Linked DNA regions of Sus scrofa: region 2 is linked to region 1. The links are chromatin contacts, called in public HiChIP or PLAC-seq maps. All regions are on one chromosome and are shown on one strand. Each heading gives the region's core, a stretch centred on a gene start, on an enhancer-like site or on the middle of the called end of the contact. The rest is flanking DNA. Distances are from core to core; before and after follow the strand shown.

What was found. HiChIP or PLAC-seq counts read pairs in DNA pulled down with a chosen protein or histone mark.
Region 2: an H3K27ac HiChIP or PLAC-seq map of alveolar macrophages shows a contact between it and region 1, with 13 times the contacts expected there. The contact joins two enhancer-like sites. A contact is called at or near these places in 1 of 47 Hi-C or Micro-C datasets (embryonic fibroblasts) and 1 of 2 datasets of contacts at active chromatin or transcription factors (alveolar macrophages).

Annotation. Positions count from the first base shown.
Region 1 is chr9:86,217,338-86,220,950 of Sscrofa11.1, reverse strand. No RefSeq gene overlaps it. Among named protein-coding and RNA genes, the nearest start is that of AGR2, 170 kb to the right of the region's middle. Within about 2 kb of position 1,745, at least 9 of the 83 cell types and tissues checked have an H3K27ac peak or open chromatin away from gene starts, as enhancers often do. A contact at or near this core is called in alveolar macrophages, where this site is marked.
Region 2 is chr9:86,650,289-86,653,901 of Sscrofa11.1, reverse strand. All of the region lies in intron 4 of LOC110255481 (a long non-coding RNA gene), which reads left to right. Among named protein-coding and RNA genes, the nearest start is that of AHR, 140 kb to the right of the region's middle. Within about 2 kb of position 1,536, at least 10 of the 83 cell types and tissues checked have an H3K27ac peak or open chromatin away from gene starts, as enhancers often do. A contact at or near this core is called in alveolar macrophages, where this site is marked.

The DNA of each region.
Region 1 (3,613 bases), core at 496-2,995:
CATATGACTCTGGTGTAGCCACCCCCCATCCAAAAAAAAAAAGACTGAACAAATCAAAATATAAGCCTAAAATAAAGTGGCCTGCATTTACATTCACAGATCTGCTAATGATTATGTATCCCAAAGGTGACTCCACCATATGCCCCAGAGATGCAGCTATAAAATAGAGAGCGAGAGAGACCTCATCAAACAGGGTATATAAGTTCCTCCTGAAAATTAGATTTTATTTATGAGAAGTCCAATTCAAAACTAGAATTATTCATCAAAGTGATCAATCTGTGGCTAATTAATTTGAGACACCTGTATACCATTAAGGAAACTTGCCAATTCCCATTTGACATCCATCTGGACAATGACCTCCCCTATCGCTGAATATGGTAAACCAGCTCCTCAGCATAAAAGATAAGTATTTGGAATCATGAGCAATTTTTAATGGCGAGAATAATAAAGAAGTTTTTCTAACTTAAGATCGATGGGGCTGTCTCCAGCCAAGATGAAGTAACAGGAAATAGATTTATCTCCCCCATAAAGCAACTGAAAAAAAAATCAACAAAATATATGAAACAGTGATTTCCAGACATTGGTCATCAGAGAGCACTCTTGTGATTGCCCAGCTTCCTACCTGGAGGGAGTTTATAGGCCAGAGCTCAGGGAGCTGGAACTCAAGTGAGTCTGAGAGAGTCCCTGACCTGAAGAAATGGAATTAGGAGTGAGGCCAGGAATCCACAGGCAATTCCCAAAGAAGACAGCTGTACAGAGAGACAGGGAGGGAGCTCAAGAGAACTGCAGAGAGGCCCTTCTGAGTCTTCAGCTGAATTCTGACCAGCACATGACTGAGAAGAAACTACCAGAGTCTGGGGGGAAAATAACACCTTCAGGAACCATTATTGGAGCTCATATAGGACATGAATAGATTGTGTTCCCCTAAAAGCAGAAAAACTTGGTAACTCATGGGACATCAGATTAAACATTCAGAAGGCTATCACCTCAATAGGAGAGGAAAATTCTTCCTATACTAAAGGCTGTTCTAAAACAAAAATAGACTCAGAGTCATAGAAAACAGTTACCAAGACAAAGCTACAGTTGCCAAAGGGGAAAGGGGAGGTAGGGGTAAATTAGGAGGTTGGGATTAACATATACACACTAGGATATATAAACTAGATAACCAACAGAGACCTATTGTATAGCACAGGGGACTGTGCTCAATACAGTGTAATAATCTATAAGGAGAAGGAATCTGAAAAATACATACCCACATATATACATACATCATTGAATCACTTCACAGTACATATGAAACTAACGTTATAAATCAAGTATACTTCAATAAAAATTAATAAAGTCTATTTTAAGTCCACCTAACAGAACTTAAAATCTACATGGTTGAAATAATTTATTTCCCACTCGGGGAGGGGATGGTTTTCTTTCCATCTAGCCCCTCAATAAATGTTCATTAAGTGACTATAATGTTGAATAGAGATTTTGAATTTGTTAAGATCATCACATCTGACTCCCCAGCTACACAGATGCAAAGGGAAGACACAGGTGAGATAATCACAGAAGTGAAACAAGGCATATCTTTCAATTTGTACTTTCTCCTCTACCTGGCTTGTTTTCCATTTAGCAGCAGATGAATCCAACACTGAATACAGAAATAAAATCTAATGTTCACATAAGCTCAATAAGTGTTGTGGGAACTTGTGATGGCAACACTGGAGACTGTTTACTTCCTCATTCTGAAGACAATGCACTGATTGTTCAGCTGCATTACTGCATCGCCGTTATGCAACTATCCACATAATACCATTCAGGCATCGCACCTCCCAGAAATCATGCTGTTGATCTTTCCACCCATGATATTCACTCCCAGATCAATTTCACTGCTCATTAAACCATGAATTTGATAAATGTAGTACTGTTATTATTGGAATTGCAAGTGGGTCTTCCAAGTTTGGTCTCATACATTTTGCTGAAAAGAGATTTTAATTTTTTGAAAGGGAGTCATTCATGGTCTTTCTTAGAAAATTAAAAGAAAAAAAAAAAAGGAGTTCCTGTCATCGCTCAGCAGAAACAAATCTGACTAGCATCCAAGAGGATGTAGGTTTGATCCCTGGCCTCTCTCAGTGGGTTGAGGATTTGGCACTGCCATGAGCTGTGGTGTAGGTTGCAGGCATGGTTCAGATCCTGCATTGCTGTGGCTGAGATGTAGTATGGCAGCTACAGCTCCGATTCGACCCCTAGCCTGGGAAGCTCCATGTGCCATGGATGCAGCCCTAAAAGACAAAACAAAACAAAACAAAACAAAACAAAAACAAAGTTGTGACTTCCCACAGGATTTCCCAGCTGTTGTGATAAAAAAAAAAAAAAAAAAAAAAAAAAACTCAGGTTCCTCAGAAGAGCCCTGATGACATGAAGCCATCCCAAACAAGCATGTGAGGGTACAAGGTCTTGTGACAACATGGCTGGTATCCTATGATTTTTGAACTCAGCTGCAATGGCCAGAGAGTGTCTGCTGACTTCTCTGTTGGTAGATTCTATTTTGAGGGATTGCCTGTAAGATTCTAGGATCCGCCTGGATAACATCTGAGTCCAGATGCTCCTCTTCCAGCCCTCTCAATACTGGTAATTGTTTACCCCACTCTGAGGATCTGCACAAGATGAGAACAAGCCTTGGGATGGAATCAAATTCTTCTTTGTTGATGTATATTCATCTAATGAAATACCTATTACCATTGATCTGTGTGGATTTAGCCATAGACCAGAGAAAGTCATAAAGTCTAAGGATAACTCATGTAGGGGGTAAAAAATCCCAGATAACATGCCTTTCTGGCTTTAATTCATTTCAGCCCTTACTGAGTGTCTACAACTTTTGGGGGCAACTATGAGAGGGAAGAACAAATCAGAATCTGCTCAGTCCAATCCAGTATGGTCCAAAACATTACACTCTCTTAAGCCCTTATCAATCACATTGGAAAGATCTGTCTTCCTTTTCCTATATGATGCAATTAGCATTCTCTTTTGCAAAAGGAGAGGCTCATATTAATCCATGTCTAGTTGTTCATTCCAAGGGCACAAGGTAAATGCAAAATGTAAGGATAATTAATCACAACCCAGAGTTTAAAATAAATTGCCAACTTGAATTGAATTTCTTCCATAGATTTCTTAAGATGTACTTTTTAAAAATATTCTGGCAATTCTTTAGAGCCTAGTACCTTTTAAAATGAAGAAACTTTTATCTGATATGTCACATTTTCTTTAGTTTCACTTCATTTTTTTCCTTCTCTTCAATTGTGGTAACAGTAAATGTAAACACGGTATTTAAAAAAAGTATCATGGTCTGACCATATATCTACAACTGTATTTCTATCCATCCACTCACCCACCTGTAGGGGTGTGTGTGTGTGTGTGTGTGTGTACACACTCTAGATAGATACAGATGTATATAGATAGATACATAGAGAAATGTCTGGAATAATTTTCACCTAGTGTTAATGATGGTCATTTCAAAATTATTTGTTAAATATCATTAAACTTTTCAATGTTCCTTTAAAAGGTGTTAAGTTTTCTTTGCTTTTGTTATTTGGGGTGATTTTTGTTTAATTTATTAATATCT
Region 2 (3,613 bases), core at 287-2,786, 430 kb before region 1:
CAGTCAATGTATTCTGATAGTTGGACAGATTCACTTGGAAAGAGATAGGTACCTATCTTTACCATTTTATAGTTTTAGCAATGAAAGGATACAATGTTATGGCTTTATGATAACTGCATTTAAATGAAATTAAATGATTGGCCCAAGTTTACAGCTAGTGAGTGGCAAAACTAAAACTAGAATCCAGATCTCCTAACTCTAGCCAATACTTTTCCTTTGAAACCATCTCACCTTCCCTAAGAGTTAATTATTTATATTTTCAAAGTAGTATTTGCATCTTGCACCTGTAATGATTTGCAAGTATATTCCATTCATTTAATTGCAACATAAACCCAAGCTTTAAAAGAGGTATAAATACACATAAGGGATAAACATGATTCATAGGTCAAATGGATTTCAACCATGTTTAGTAAAGTATTAAATGTTGGAAGATACACTCAGTTTAAAAACGAAATGGTGCTCACTAAGGGGAAAAGTTATTTTTTGAAGGATGGAGGATTCAAGGTGAAAATAATTATCTCATCTGAAGATGTATATGTTGCCATTCTTCTCTTGGGACTGTAATGAGACCTTCTGATTAGGCCTTATGAAGACTCCTTAATTCTAAAAAATATTTTTCTTTTTCTTTTCTTTGTTTTTTTCAGGGCCGCACCTGTGGTATATGGAGGTCCCCAGGCTAGGGATCTAATCAGAGCTTTAGCCATTGGCCTAAGCCACAGTCACTGCAACGCCAGATCTGAGCTGTGTCTGCGATCTATGCCACAGCTTATAGCAATGCCAGATCCTTAACCCACTGGGCAAGGCCAGGGATTGGACCCGAAACCTCATGGTTCCTAGTCAGATTTGTTTCTGCTGTGTCACAATGGGAACTCCTAAAAAATCTTTTTCTTAAAAAGAAAAAAAAAAATTTTGGTGAAGGGTGACATGTGTTCCTGTAGAAGTGTGATATACATTATGTTTCATTGAAGGAGTTTTCAGTCATGAAAAGGAAAAAAAAAAAAAAGCAAAACTAGGTAAATGCTAGACTAGGGGGAAGTAATAAAACAACAAAGTCCTACTGCTGAATAAATTAATCAATACCTGTTACTGCTTTTCCCTTTCCAGTCTAAACCCATAAGTAAACTTTGGAAAGTCTGTAGAAAATTTGTTTCTACTTATTTCCATTCTACTATCATGAACTGGAAATACATAAAGAAAAGTAGATCCTGGATAATTTCAAGCCAAATTCCTAGAGGAAAAAAAAAAGAGAAATCGCTACCTATTTGTAGCTGCTTGAATGTTGGATTTTTGTGATAAAATAAATTCTTATTATTTCACCATTACTGCCTTCCTGGAGATTATCATTTCTAGTAACCCTTGTTAGTAATTTTTTTCATTTAATATGCTTTAGTGGGATGATAAATTATATGTCATTTTCATAAATGAAAAATTAACTAACTAGCCACACAAAGAAATCACTGGGTCAAGGATGGGGCTAGTCTAACAGGTTTGAAAAAGAGCCTGGAAAAAGAGGCAGGTGCTGAATCGGTGGAATGTGAGAAGTTGGTCCTGAGGGAGGATACAAGCCTGAGAGAAAGAGGGCTGACTCACCAGGAAGTTTAATGAGCTCAAAAGGTCAACTTTCTCTTACAGATAAAGGGAAACTCACAAGTCATAGTCCTGATATGATGAAAGCAAAGGCTGGACACTTTGGCAAAAACATAACATGCCCAGAGTACACCTTTTCTAGAAAAGTCTTTGTGTAAGATTTACATTTGGAAAAAACATTTTTAAAATGGGATACCTATTGGGATAGAAAGCATTTCCAGACAAGTTAAAGGTTACCTTTCATATCTTTAGGAGTAAAGAAAGAAATGTTTTATGAGTTTTTCTATTTGGAAATGATGACGTAAAATTAATTTTAGCAGCAAAATATCATTGCTACCATTTAAATTTAGAAAGAGCTTTGCCAGTGTCACTATCACAGGCTTAATAACCTCTCAGATTGGGACTGAAATGCTGAAGGAAAAGGCAAGAGCTAAATGTGAAAATGTTCAGGAGGAAGTGGGAAGTCATTAAAATTCATTGATTCAAGCAGCCCATTAAAACATTTTCCAGCCTGCTTATTGAAGCAGTGGAAAAATTGGGAACTCACATTTCCTACTCTCAGATGTGGAAAGTTTAAATTATAAGAAGATGGAAAGCAAGGAAATGGCAAAAGGAAGGAAAACCATGATTCAGTTATGGCTAATTTGAATTTATTGGTATTTTTCAATTTAAAAAAGGCAGAGACCAAAATTAATCCTTTTAATGAAAGAATGGGGCTGAGATAAAACTGCAATTAATTTATACACCAAAAGAGGAGGAAAAGGGACTTTAAGTGAAGCTCATAAAAATGAAGAGAAACACTCACTCTCCAGACTGAACTTCATTTATTTATTCCTTATTACAATACATATGGAGTAGGCTTTCTACCAAATGCATGTTCCCAGAAGGGGGCATGAAAAAGTCAGGTAGTGGTTCTGAATATGCCAATATCAAATGATGTGGAAACCCTCTCTTAGGCATTGGAATTACTACCATTTATTGCTTCCCATGTTCTAGGCACTAGGCGAGACAATTTGGGTTATATTTCATTAAATTCCTCTTAACAGCTCTGTAAAGTAGGCATCCTAACAGTTACAGTAGGTGAGAAAATTAAGGATGAGAGAGGGTGAGAGTTCATCTAAGGTCATATGGCTGGTGAACAGAATAGCCAAGGTCTGAGAATAAGTCTCTAAGGATAAGTCTCTCTGATACAGAGTTTACACTCTTTCTACCATGCCATCCTTGGTACCCTCTAATCTTACCCTTGAAGGTATGAGTAGTTTGGCAAGGGAGAGAAAGACTTCTGAGGACATGGAAACCAAAAGCAGTACTTTCTTGGGAGGAAGACTAAAGAAGAGAATTTAAGATATCAACATGGACACCTGAGCAAGTGCCTGATGCCAGCACTGAGCAGAGTGCTTGGCGTAGCATAGGGGCTCATTGTATGGTGATACTGAAGGAGGACAGGGAGGAGCCAGAAGGAGGCAGGCTTAGAATGGATGGATTAAACAGTTGGCCAAGTAGAAAGATTTTTCTCTTTCTTTGGATGAAGTTCATAGGGGTCTGTGTGGAGTCATCATTTCAAAGAAATGGAATGAAGCACACATAATTGAGGTCGTGCCAGAGCTAGGCTTCCTGAAGCACTGGCAAAGGAACATCCTTTCAAATCTGAGGGTTAGAGGCATGGTCTCCCCTCCATTCCCAGTAGAGTGCAAACTTATCCTATCAGTCATCACACTTGAAGGGCAAAGCATTCCAAACAGTTGGGTCTTCAAAGGGTTAGAATATATATTTTCTTTACAAGTGTTTATTTTGTCATTTATTTCTGTTAAACTTGTAAAGCTGGCTCTGTGTCAAGTGCTTGCCAGGCAAAGAGTGATTGTTGTGTCCTCATCTTTTCTCAGGAGCACTGCAGATCATAAGGAGCTATTCATCAACATTGCTATCTGAGTTTTCATATCATTTTTTTGTAAAAGGTTTGCCTTTTTTCTCATGACATTCTGAAAGGATGTCAGGGCACTTACCACGCCCTTGTACATTTTTTGAG